Linked DNA regions of Mus musculus: all the other regions are linked to region 1. The links are chromatin contacts, called in public HiChIP or PLAC-seq maps. All regions are on one chromosome and are shown on one strand. The core of a region is the stretch at or near the end of the contact, and the rest is flanking DNA. Distances in the headings are between cores, read along the strand shown. Region 1 overlaps Myom1 (myomesin 1). Region 2 overlaps Dlgap1 (DLG associated protein 1). Region 3 overlaps Smchd1 (SMC hinge domain containing 1).

Region 1 (4,304 bases), core at 994-3,493:
CCAATGTCCCTAGCATTCTCTTATGCTGGGGCATTGAGCCTTCACAGGACCAAGGGCCCCCTCCCATTGGTGCCAGATAAAGCCATCCTCTGCTACATATGCAGCTGGAGCCATGAGTCCCACTGCGTGTACTCTTTGGTTGGTGGTATAGTCCCTGGGGGCTCTGGGGGCGGAGGGGAGGTGGGGCACGGGGTGGAGTGAATTTATGGCTGCTTGGAGATGCTGGGGAATGAACCTGGGACTTCACACATGTGGTGGTGAATTACTGGTAGGATTTGCTGAAGGAGGCAGAGGCAGGAGGATCAGGAGTTCAAGGCCAGCCTGGGCCACACATGAACAGCAGAGTGGCACAGCAGAAGTGTGCTGAGCCCATCAGAGATACTTAATGTCAACATCTGTTTTACACACACACACACACACACACACACACACACACACACACACACACACTGGGGGGGCGGGGAAACAGGGAAGGAGGGAGGGAGGTGGGAAGGAGAGAGGGGGCAGGCAAACAAGTGCACGGAAAGTGTCATTAGCAACTGTAGCATTCAGTTTTTGCATAAATTGCAGACAAATGACCCTTTTTACCTGCCATACTGAAAAGATAATATGATTTACAACTCCCTTGTGGGGGCTGGAGAGAGCTCAGTGCCTGCCACACACACATTAAGCCCCCAGCCCCCGTGTAAAAGCCAGCTGCAATAGCACACTCTATAAACTCAGCACTGGAGGGTGTAGGGCTGGGCAGAGGCAGGGGGACCCCTGGAACTCTAGCTTCAGAGACAGGTGGACCCCAGCAGTTTAGCTGACTCTACAAACTCCTGGTTTAGTGAGAGACTGTCTCAAAGAGCAAGGCAACTGAGGAAGACATCACTCCTTGAACTCTGGTCGACATACATGCGTGCACATACACATGCCTATGCATATACACATGTACACACACACACATATAATACACATAATAAAAACAACTCTACCAGGGCAGGGGGACGCAGAAGCCGGTCCTCCTATACGAGGCTGTGATTATGAACTGGTTCAAAGTCTCTGAGGATGTTTTACAACTATGTATTTAAAGCACACAGTCCTACTTCTCCAGTTCCAGGACAAAATGGACAAAGATGAAGACAAATATGACATAAAACCAGAGTTGCTTACCAATGAGAGTACTAAATTAAAATGTCTTTATCTGTACATATATTTTAATAAAAAGGTATAAATATATATGAATAAATATAAGAAGTTCATGCTTCACATAAAGAACTACTATGCAGCAGTGAAAACGAATGATGTATATCTGTACTTCCTGAAATGTATCAAGAAAAAGAAGTTTGCATGAACACCATGACCCAAGTTATTTAAAAAATCATCATATTTAGGATTTATTTCTTATGTGGTTGCATATATCCATAACCCACATAAGAGTGGACACAAGAAAATGCAAGTAGATCAAATATGAGTTTGTGGCCAGCCTGGACTAGTAATAATCATTATCATTTTTGCTAGACGTGCTGGCACACAGCTACAATCCTAGCGCTCAGCAGGCCAAGGCAGGATGATCCCCAGTTCAAGGTCAGCCTGAGCCATAAATTCTAGCAAGACCCATCTCAAAATATTTTTTCATCTTTTAGTTTAGGCCAGTATGTCAGTAGCCATTATTTCTGAGTTACAGATTTAAAGGAGATTTTAACCTTCTTGATTATCATCTCTTTGATAATCATGAACTACCTCTATAATAAATATAAACAATAAGATAACATTTTGAAAAAAGTTATTATTATTATTATTAGCCTATGTCTGAGGCCATAATGAGTAACAGGCTAATCTTTGACCAGATTAATCAACCCATAGGAAGTTAGGCTATTTGGAAGTTGAGAGAGAGAGAGAGAAAGCTAGAAGCTTTGAAGAGGATAAATGCTGGCTAGTGGGCTCTGTGGCCCGGAGCTGGACAGGAGCTGCTGGAGCTGGACACTGAGAGCGCCCCTCAGAATACATTCCCACCATGCTAGACTCCCCACACTGTGTTGCCCATCTTGAGAACAGGAACAATACTTTTAACTATTGTTAAAAGTTTACCACTGCATTGCTACGATGAAGCACTGTGACCAAAAGCAACGCATAGTTTAGTTCGTCTTACAGCATACAAATCCATCCCTGAGGGAAGCTGAGTCAGAGCCCAAGGGAGTGGGGGGCTGATGCAGAGGCCACAGAGGAATGCTGGCTACTGGCCTGTTCCTTGTGGCTTGCTCAGCCTGCTTCCTTATAGAACCACCAGCCCAAGGATGACAGCACCCACATTGGCCTGGGCCCTCCCATCAATCCCCAAGGCTAAGAAAATGCACCACAGACTTGCCTATTGGCAAATCTTGCAGAGGCATTTTCTTAATTCAGAGTCCTTCTTCCCAAATGACTCCAGCTTGTATCAAGCAGACATAAAACTAGCCAGGACGGGCACCCAGAAGAGCGTTAAATGAACTTAGGAAAGCAACTCTGACAAACACCCATGCCCAAGGTTAGTAAAAGTGGAAGATAATACAGGAAACAGAAGACATGATTGTTTACGAAGTAATATCATCACCAGACAGTGGGGCCGCCATTCCCCAGACACAGCTAAACTGTGATTATTCTTGTGGTATTGTGAATTAAAAGCCACAAAAATGAAACCTTTGCTTTCCTGGAACAATGAGCGCTTGTCAGTTGGAGTTGAAGCATCAGCTGATGAAGAAGAGGCTAGTATCCTTGAGGCAGGCTTTTCTGGGACATGTTTCCTCAGGGTCAGCACATGGAAGGTGTGGTCCAGAGGTGGCCATATGCGGATGAATGCCTAAGTAACTTAATAGATCTTCAAGCTCACCCCCTGAATGGCATCTTGCACCCTTTGTTATAGAAATGCTGGTCTGTGGCTCTCTGGACACCTCCTGTCCCCTGCTTTCTATTACAACCCAGAATCGCCGGCTGCTCAGCTAACTAGACTCTGCTCTGTTAACACGGGAATTACTCCATCAGTATGTGGAGTCATAGGCCTTTAAGACAAGGACGTTTCTGTGTTGTTGCTAGCTGTTCCCCTAGAGAGAGACCTCCTCTGAGTGCCTCTTCTGGTACTTGGGCTTTATCAGCATCAGCATCAGCATCAGCATCAGCATCAGCATCAGCATCAGCATCAGCATCACCACTGCATTCTTGCTCTGCTCTTCCTTCTGTCTCTGCCCTGCTTGCAAAGCCTGGGAAGAGACGGGAGTGCCCAGGAAAGCACTCGTTTCCTGTTGCTTGGCATGCAGGAAACGTTCTACGTTCAGCCCTGGCCATGGTTTGTTGGTGTCCTTCTCATTTAGTGTGTCTGCAGGAGACATTTTCCCAGAGAACACGCCCTGATGGTTTATAGGTCATGAAACAGAATGTCCAAAACCCAGGTAACCTGAGCTCTTCACAAGTAACGCCAACCTATTAACATTAAACCCAGAGGTCTGCAAAGGTTTCTGCCATCATATCAAACACCTTTGTAACTCACAAGCGTTGCAGAGGTGTAGCTCGTAGGGAAAGATTGTTCAGTTGGGAGGAGTGTTTTCTCCTGGGTGAGTACCATTGCCAAACAATGTCTTAAGAATGGACTCTCTGGCATGAATCACCTAGCTGACATCTCCCTATTAATTTTGGGGGGTAAATTTTGAGAACCAAGAAGAAAAGGTTCATGGGTTCTTTTCAGAGCCCCCTTTATTCTCTCATCTAATGATCTTCCACCAGAAGTGGAAAGCATACCTTGTTATATTGCTGAACAAATGATAAGACTTGGAGCTTGCTCTGTGAAGCCGACTACGTAGCTACTGTGACGTGTGGGAAATGTGTGCGCCGTGACCACAGTCTGCCGAGCTGGCAGAGCCTGGCTGAGCAGCTTACGGGATCCCTCTGTCTCTACAGATGCTGATGCAGAGATCGAAGGAGCCCCAGCTGCACCCTTGGATGTGGTGTCTTTGGATGCTAACAAGGATTACATCATCATCTCTTGGAAGCAGCCAGCTGTGGATGGAGGGAGCCCTATCCTGGGATACTTTATCGATAAGTTAGTGCTTGGCCTAACCTCAGTCATAGTTCTGTAGGTGTCCAGATGTGCGCTTGATTTCCTCCTGTTATTTCTAAGTGAAATGCTGTCTCTGACTTTTTCCTCCTCTACCTCTCTTTCTCTCTGTGTGTGTATGTATGTATGTATGTGATGTGTGTATAATATATACAATGTATGCAATATATATGTATACTACACATAACTACATACGTATTAGTACCTACTTATTTACATTAATCCTTTTGATTTG
Region 2 (4,304 bases), core at 743-3,242, 330 kb before region 1:
CTTTTTAAAAAAGAAAAAAAAACATTTTTGAAAGAATAAAATCATAGGGGCTGGAGAGAGAGAGCAATTAAGAGCACTGGCTGCTCTAGCGAAGAACCTGGGTTTGGTTCCCAGCACCCACATGTCAGACTCCTAACTATCTCTAACCCTAGTTCCAGGGATCCAATACTTTCTTCTGGCAACTGTGGACATCAGGTACATACATGGCATATGACATACTGGCAAAACATTCATATACATAAAATATAAATAGATAAACCATAAAAGAATAAAATCACAGAAATGAGAAAATGTCCCAGAAGAAAAGTATGGCCTCTCCTAGTCAATAAACTAAGCCTGCTTCTAATGGACAAGCAAGATGGAGACTTTTCCTAGGGATATCTAACAAAAGAATAAAAATATTCTTTTGGGTCAGGGGTCTTATGTTACCCAGGCTGGCCATGAACTAGCTATGTAGCTGAGGGTACTTTGAACTCTTTCATCTCCTACCTCTGCTTCCAGGGCTGTGGTTACAAATATGCACCACCATACTTTGTTTTGCGGGTGCTAGTGATTGGACCCAGGGCTTCAGGCATGTCAGACAAGCATTATACCAACTGAGCTACATCTCTAGCCTCCAGCTTCTGCATTGTATATTACTAGAAAGTTAGGAAGAAGTGTGAAGTGAGACAGCTCTGTAAAGGCACTTGATCCAAAGCCTGCTGACCTGAGGTCAATACCCCACATCTACACTGTAGAAGGAGAGCCAAGTATAGATTGTTCTTTGACACACACATACGTGCATATACTCTAGACATACATACATAGTGTTTTTATTATCAAGAAGTAAAACTCCTTGATTAGCCTTTTCCTCATTAACTGCCCTGAAAATATCCATAAATGCAGAATTTGAAACACACAACAGTAAAGGGCAGAGTTTCCTCCCCCTCCCCACTCTTGTGCATTAGATAATCAGGAACATCTCAAGGTCCATTTTATTCTTGGGAAAATGTCAGCAACATTAGTGAGACAGATGAACTCATTTAAAGTAGACAAAAGAATAGCTGAAAAAGGGGGGCTGGTGAGATGGCTCAGTGGGTAAGAGCACCCGACTGCTCTTCCGAAGGTCTGGAGTTCAAATACCAGCAACCACATGGTGGCTCACAACCATCTGTAACAAGATCTGACGCCCTCTTCTGGAGTGTCTGAAGACAGCTACAGTGTACTTACATATAATAAATAAATAAATAAATCTTTAAAAAAAAAAAAGAATAGCTGAAAAAAGACACACGGAGCCAAGCGCTCTGTAATGTTAGTATTCAAAGACGAATAAGATGTGGGTTCTACCATGAGTTGTGACAGGAGGAAATCTGAGGCAGGAGGATGGAGTTCAAGGCCAGCCTGGACTAAATGGTCAAACTTAGTCTCAAAAACATAAACAGAAATAAAAGATTATGCGGTTTCCGGTATGTTCTCCTAAGAAGACAGCTTCAAAGGACTGAGAAAGGACAGGGATCATGTGCATAATCCAGGAAGAGAATCTTTCCAGGAGGGGCAAGAGACACAGTAAAGAAAGGGATGGTAGCCAGGCATGGTGGCACATGCCTTTAACTCCAGTGCTCAGGAGACAAAAGCAGGCAGATTTCTGTGAGCTGCAGGCCAGTCAGGGCTTCACAGTAAAGCCCTGTCTCATAAATGGGGAAAGAAAAAGTAAAGAAAGAGAGAGGATGTGACTCAGCAGTTGGGTGGTTGCCCAGCATGGGTGAGGCCCTAGGTCTTGACTCATGCAACACACACACACACACACACACACACACACACACACACACACACACACACACCCCTACCCCTGCAAGGAGAAAGACCGGCAAATGCCAGATTAGGAAGCAGGAAATCCAGTAGTCCCCATTTATCTGTGGGGTTTTATTCTCTTTACTTTCACTTACCCGGTCAACCACAGGGTAGAACGACTGCCCGCAAAATTCCAGAAATAAACAAGTCATGAGCTGTAGGGTGAGCATTACTCTGAGCAACATAGTATCTTCCCCTGTCCCCACCTGGGCATGAGTCATCCTGTGCCCAGCATGCCCGCACCAGTTTGTAGGGTCATTAGCTACTTAGTAGCCCCTTAATTACTCACTTAGCAGCTCTCTTGGTTGTCAGATTGACTGCTATGGTACCACAGTGCTGCTGTTTTAAGAAATTCTTCTTTTACTCAGTAATGGTTCCAAAACGCAAGAGTAGTAATGGAATGGAGGCAGCGGGACTTAAGACACGGAAGGACAAGTTAGTCCTGGGTCTGCATAAAGATGTTACAAGTCTCCTCATCATCACCATCACCACCACCACCATCACCATCATCATCATCATCATCATCATCATCCAGAGGGCTCTATGTAAATGGAGGTTTCAAGCACATACTGAGGTTCTAAAAATATGTCCCTGGTGGCTAAAGAGATGAACTGAATAGACAGTAAAATAAATATAAAGACTGTTGATAGATAGTAGGTAGATAAATGGTGAGAAAGGATAGTTATATGATAGACAGACAGATACATAAATAGGCACAGTCCTTCAGTATTACAAAGTATGAATAGTAATGAACCCTGTTATGGTTTGTATATGCTTGGCCCCTGGGAGTGGCACTATGAGAGGGTGTAGCCCTTTCGGAGTAGGTGTATCACTGTGGGTGTGGATTTTAAGACCCTCATCCTAGCTGTTTGAAAGTGAGTATTCTGTTAGCAGCCTTCAGAAGAAGATGTAGAACTCTCAGCTCCTCCTGTACCATGCCTGCCTGGATGCTGTCATGTTCCCACCTTAGTGATAATGGACTGAACCTCTGAACCTGCAAGCCAACACCAATAAAATGTTGAACATATAAGAGTTCCCTTGGTCATGGTGTCTGTTGATCACAGCAGTAAAACCCTAATTAAGACAGACCCATAGACTCATGCATTATATGCTTAGCCCATAAGGCATGGCACTATTAGGAGGTATGGCCTTATTGGAGTAAGTGTGACCTTGTTGGAGGAAGTGTGTCACTATGGGGGCCAACTTTGAGGTCTCATATGCTCAAAGTATGCCCAGTGTGGCTCAGAGTCACTTGTGCTGCCTGCAGATCAAGTTGTAGAACTCTCAGCTGCTTCTCCAGCACTGTATCTGCCTGTATACCTCCATATAATAATGGACTAAGCCTCTGAAATTGTAAGCCAGCCCCAATTAAATGTTTTCCTTTATAAGAGTTGCTGTGAGCCGGGCGTGATGGCTCACACCTTTAATCCCAGCACTCAGGAGGCAGAGGCAGGCAGATTTCTGAGTTCGAGGCCAGCCTGGTCTACAAAGTGAGTTCCAGGACAGCCAGGACTATACAGAGAAACCCTGTCTCGAAAAACCAAAAAAATAAAAAGTAAAAATAAAAATAAATAAGAGTTGCTGTGGTCATGGTGTCTCTTCAGAGCCTTAAAACTGTAACTAAGACACAGAGGCAAAGATTGTAGTATATAGCATAGTATCTTTCCAGTGATCCCATATCACCTGGCTGTTACAGGCAGAGATTGTAGTATATAACATAGTATCTTTCCAGTGATCCCATATCACCTGGCTGTTACAGGCAAAGATTGTAGTATATAACATAGTATCTCTCCAGAGAGCTCATATCATGTGGCTGTTTGCTGCTCTAACTGGCCATGAGACCTGGGAGAAAAGAGCCGATAAATGAATCAGACTAAAGCCTCATGCAATAGCCAACTTTATTCAGAGCATCAGACACTTTATACTCTGAGAGCGAAGAGGAGCCACCTGAGGAAAATGTACAGTCACAAGGACAAGCCATACAAGGCAGAAACAGGGTTTTCCATAGAGGCACATGAACAAATAACAATAGCCAGACAATACTAAGGAACAATCGGAGGTAAACTCACTCCTCGCCGCTACACCTGGGAGGGCCATGAAAACACAGCCCAAGAATAATCCTGTGGTCTGAAGAAATGGGGGTCACAAGGCTCTTGCCTTTATTTCCTGGAGTTTTCTCACAAGCACTCAGAATTCTCACATGACTTTAATCTTAGACTGTGTTCTGACAGCTGACCAAGAAAGCATAGTTTGAGTCAATAATTTATAAAACAGCTGCCCAAAAATCACAATGTATGACTTAGTAGAACTTAAATAAAACAAGAGAGCTCACGCAGAAATTCAGGCAATATCCTTACCAGGTGTATTCACATATACCTGGGTTTTACTCATTTAATGTTAGGGTATTCCATAGAAATGAGAAATTTATTGCTGGTAGATTAACTTAAATGGCAGTAGATTTAGCTTGTGTAAAA
Region 3 (4,304 bases), core at 953-3,452, 300 kb after region 1:
GTGATTTTAACAACCTATTGAGAGCACACAAACACTAATTAGCAAAAAACTGATTCCAACTGCTCTAAAGAGTAATTAAATCTCAGTTTATAAATGACATGATCCGATGGGCATGGGGACACACGCCTTTAATCCTAGCACTTAGGGAGGCAGAGGCAGGCAAATCTCTCTGAGTTCGAGGCAGGCCTGGTCAATAATGTGAGTTCCAAGACAGCCAGGGCTCTGTAGAGACACTGCCTCAAAAACAAACAAACAAACAAAACAACAACATCAACAATAAAGAAATAAATCAAAACCAAAAGAACAGCAAAAAAAAAAAAAATCCAACTTGTAAATAAATTAATAAGCAAGAAAGTAAATGAATAAGCAGCATGGCTGTGGTAGTGTTTTTGCAAAGTTAATAAGCTAATGATAAGTAAAGTGAACTGGGCAGGCAAAAAGCCCATAGACAGGGAGGGAACCGGATGAGTTTTCAAATGGTAAATGTTAGCTTGAACTAGCTTAAACTGGGGAGAAAGGCATCAACAATGAGATTCTCCCAATTAGTCAGAATAAAAATGATCACACTGGATTTAGCATTTTATGATCTCTAGGAATGTATTCAGCAATTCCACTTATGTATGTACTCAAAACAATCTAATGAAATACAGAAAGCTCACTAAGTTACAGCATATCCCCACAGAGAAACAGCATGCACATTAAAAAGCGCTTGAAGGGGCTACGGGAGATCAGGCAATGGTAAGAGTGTTCTAGCATATAAGCGTGAGGAACGGGATGTGGATTCTTAGCATGCACACAGAAGAGCTCATGTGGTTGCACTCACACCCACTACTGCCAGGGGCGGGGGCTGTGGAAACAGGTGGGTCAATGGGCTTGCTAACCAGCCAGCCTCCTAACCCCACACCAACCCACTCCACCCGGACCAACGCGCAGGCTCCAGTGTCAGTGAGACCCTGGCTTAAGGAAAGGTTACAGCTAGTGCAGCACTTCATCTGATATCCTCCTCCGGCCTGTACACACACGCACACGCACACACACACACACACACTCACACTCACCACCCTCAAGTGTGATCGAAGAGCATTATAATTCAGCACATTACAAACATCTAATCCAATCTAACGTTAAAGCTTAAATAGTATCTGAATTATATGAAATATTTACATAGACTATATATAATTTATAGAAATAAAATTACATCTTAAAAAAGTATAATGCCAGAGGAACATCACAGATGCTCTTCCAGAAAACTGGCACTTTTATTTATTTTTGGTGTTAAATCTGCCATTGAAAAGACCCTTAAAGTACAACAATATGAGTGGTCACTTTACTGTTTGATGTGCAATGTCACCATGAGATTAAACTCTCTGAGCCAGCTAGCTGTAGGCTAGGTCTACAGGCGTGGGCTAATTGAAAAAAATTGAATTGAAAAAAAAATACAGTAAATTTAGTGAGCCAAATTTTTTTGTTTGTTATTTCAAGACAGAGTTTCTCTGTGTAGTCCTGGCTGTCCTAGAACTGGCTCTGAAGACTAAACTGGCCTCAAACTCAGAGATCTGTCTGCCTCTGCTGAGATTAAAGGCATATGCCACCACTGCCTGGTAGTGAGCTAAAAGTCTGCAAATTTCAAATTACTTGGTTTGGTAAGAGAAATGATTATGCATTCTTGGTTTTGATTTGGACTTATATGCTTTCTAAAGGTGAACACAAGGTAAAACTGGGGGCAGGAGCTACATAGATGGCCCAGTGAGCAGGCTGAGCTGGGGGTGGGGTGGTGGTAGAGGTAGCACTTGCCTTTAATTAACCCAGCCCTTGGGAAGCAGAGACCAGCCTGGTATATAGAAAGAATGCCAGGGTAATAACCAGGGCTACACAGAGAAACCTTGTCTTGAAAAACAACACAAAACAAAACAAAAACATAAAAAAACCTAGAAACCCTAAGACAAAGGCCTACAAACACAAAAGAATGTAAGTTATTAAACAATTAAAGATACTCCAGTGGTAAACTGCCCTCTTGTAAAGATGCTAAATGCTGGTGAGCCTAGCTGCCTGCAAAGGCACCAACAAACAGTAAACAGAACTTTGTTCTTTCAAAATCATTATGCTCTTGACCCCATAACTTCCACTGTTCTCAACCAGTGGGTTGGCAATCCCTCGGGAGGCTCACATATCAGGTATCGTGCATGTCAGATGTTTACATTATGATTCATAACAGAAGTAAACTTACAGTTATGCAGTAACAATGAAATAACCTTATGGTGGGGGGTGGCCATCATGACATGAGGAATGTTAGTAAAGGTTGCAGCTTTAAAGGCTGAGAAGCACTGGTATAACATCATGTGGCCTTTAAATACGAGACAGGATTTTCCCTTTCACAGTCCACCCTAGGCTGGCCGAGAGCTCAGTATATTGTGCATGTTAGCCTTGTACTCACACTCCTGTCTAAAGGAAATACGGGGACAGAGTGTGGAGCAGAGACAGAAGGAAAGGCCATCCAGAGACTGCCCCACCTGGGGATCCATCCCATATACAGACACCAAACCCAGACACTACTGTGGATGCCAAGAAGTGCTTGCTGACAGGAGCCTCAACTGTCTCCAGAGAGGCTTTGCCAAAGCCTGACAAATACAGAGGTGGGTGCTTGCAGTCAACCATTGGACTGAGCACGGTGTCCCCAGTGGAGCATTAGGGAAAGGACTGAAGGAGCTGAAGGGGTTTGCAACCTCATAGAAAGAACAACAATAATCCACCAACTAGAGCCCCCAGAGCTCCCAGGGACTAAAACACCAACCAAGGAGTACTCATGGAGGGACCCATGGCTCCAGCTGTATATGTAGCAGAAGCTGGACTTATCTGGCATCAGTGGGAGGAGAGATCCTTGGTCCTGTGAAGGCTCGATACACCAGTGTAGGGGAATGCCAGGGCGGGGAGGCAGGAGTGGGTGGGTGGGTGGGGGAACACCCTCACAGAAGCAGGGGGAGGGGGAATGGGATAGGGGAATAACATTTGAAATGTAAATAAATACAATATCAAAAAAAATGGTAAAGTTGAAATAGAAATTTAAAAAATAAAATAAAATGAGACTGTGAACCACTACACCCAGCTTAGAGATGGTATTTTTACAGAAACGATCAGGCTGAGGTTGTTCAGTCTCTAATCCAGTGTCACTGCTGTCCTCAGAAAGGGGAAAGGCAGACATGATGACACATACATTAAAAGAGACATGAGGAAGATAGCCAATTACAAGGAAAGGCGAGAGGCTCTGAAACAGACTCTTCCTTCACTCATGGCTCCTAGAAGAAATCACCTCTGCCAATCACTCTGACCATGAACTTCCAACCCAACAGATATGAGATAAAAAATTTCAATTATACATGCAAGTTAGAGCTTTTCCAATATGAGACTGTCCCTTTTCAGTTTTAGATACTACACTCATTTCATTTTAATTTGTTTCAAATTAATGGTAAGTTTTGCATTGGTTTTAACAAGGTCAGTCATTTGTTTATATATCATCCAATGAAATGATTTTTTTTTTCCCTTTTGAGATAGTCTTGTTAAGTAACTCAGGCTGGCCTCAAATTCCAGATCTCTTCCCATCTCACAAGTATTCCTGGCTAATGGAATTTTATACACACCACATGCACACACGGCTCTGCTATATTAAAAATGTTTTAATTCTAGAATTAGAGCTACAGATTTTAAAAGAAATAAAGGACATATGATAGCTCGATTTCTAATTTTCTGAGTAAGTTTCAAACTAGTTTCCATAATGGCCATATCAATTTGCTCCCCCACCGACAGTAAATCAGGGTTAGTCTTTCTCTACATCTTCTTGTTTCTCCATATTTGTGTCAGACTTCCTATGATGGCCATTCTGACTGGGATTAAATCATATCTCATAATAGTTTTAATTTGCATTATTGTGGTGCCCAGGGATGATGAATCCCTTTTTAAAATCAGTTATTGGTCATGTGTCTATTCAATTCTTTAGTCCATTTGCTGACTGGCAGTTTTAGTCCCTTGTATTTTACTTCTGCAATTCTTTGTGAATTCTGGGTATTATCCTCCTCCTGACGGAAAGCCCGGCTACTACACTCTAGGGTATATACACAGAGAACTGCACAGAACACGGTTTAAATCCACACCCCTCTACTCTACTGCAGCAAGAAAATAGGGCCAACCTAGTTGTCTATCAAAAGATGGATGAATAAGAAAATCTGGCATACTACCTAGCTTTAAAAAATGAAGTCACAAAATTTGCAAGAAAAGGGGTAGAATTAGAAAGAATCTCAAATATTAAGTAA

The links. HiChIP or PLAC-seq counts read pairs in DNA pulled down with a chosen protein or histone mark.
Region 2: a CTCF HiChIP or PLAC-seq map of the NIH/3T3 cell line shows a contact between it and region 1, with 5 read pairs. The contact joins two enhancer-like sites. A contact is called at or near these places in 1 of 15 datasets of contacts at CTCF or cohesin (the NIH/3T3 cell line), 2 of 484 Hi-C or Micro-C datasets (the C2C12 cell line and muscle stem cells) and 1 of 115 datasets of contacts at active chromatin or transcription factors (neural tube).
Region 3: a CTCF HiChIP or PLAC-seq map of the NIH/3T3 cell line shows a contact between it and region 1, with 5 read pairs. The contact joins two enhancer-like sites. A contact is called at or near these places in 2 of 15 datasets of contacts at CTCF or cohesin (the NIH/3T3 cell line and pro-B cells), 6 of 484 Hi-C or Micro-C datasets (the HPC-7 cell line, the N1E-115 cell line, bone marrow-derived macrophages and 3 more), 1 of 115 datasets of contacts at active chromatin or transcription factors (bone marrow-derived dendritic cells) and 3 of 9 other capture datasets (adipose tissue, embryonic stem cells and liver).

Annotation. Positions count from the first base shown.
Region 1 is chr17:71,057,213-71,061,516 of GRCm38.p6, forward strand. It overlaps Myom1 (myomesin 1), which reads left to right. Exons shown (of 37, transcript NM_001083934.1): 11 at 3,913-4,054. Among named protein-coding and RNA genes, the nearest start is that of Myom1, 40 kb to the left of the region's middle. Within about 2 kb of position 2,244, at least 39 of the 459 cell types and tissues checked have an H3K27ac peak or open chromatin away from gene starts, as enhancers often do. A contact at or near this core is called in the C2C12 cell line, the NIH/3T3 cell line, muscle stem cells and 1 more, where this site is marked.
Region 2 is chr17:70,727,174-70,731,477 of GRCm38.p6, forward strand. The region is part of intron 6 of Dlgap1 (DLG associated protein 1); the gene reads left to right. Among named protein-coding and RNA genes, the nearest start is that of Gm36746, 12 kb to the left of the region's middle. Within about 2 kb of position 1,993, at least 181 of the 459 cell types and tissues checked have an H3K27ac peak or open chromatin away from gene starts, as enhancers often do. A contact at or near this core is called in the C2C12 cell line, the NIH/3T3 cell line and muscle stem cells, where this site is marked.
Region 3 is chr17:71,353,544-71,357,847 of GRCm38.p6, forward strand. Smchd1 (SMC hinge domain containing 1) reads right to left here. Exons shown (of 48, transcript NM_028887.4): 45 at 1-14. Among named protein-coding and RNA genes, the nearest start is that of 4930471L23Rik, 40 kb to the left of the region's middle. Within about 2 kb of position 2,203, at least 21 of the 459 cell types and tissues checked have an H3K27ac peak or open chromatin away from gene starts, as enhancers often do. A contact at or near this core is called in the NIH/3T3 cell line and pancreatic cancer cells, where this site is marked.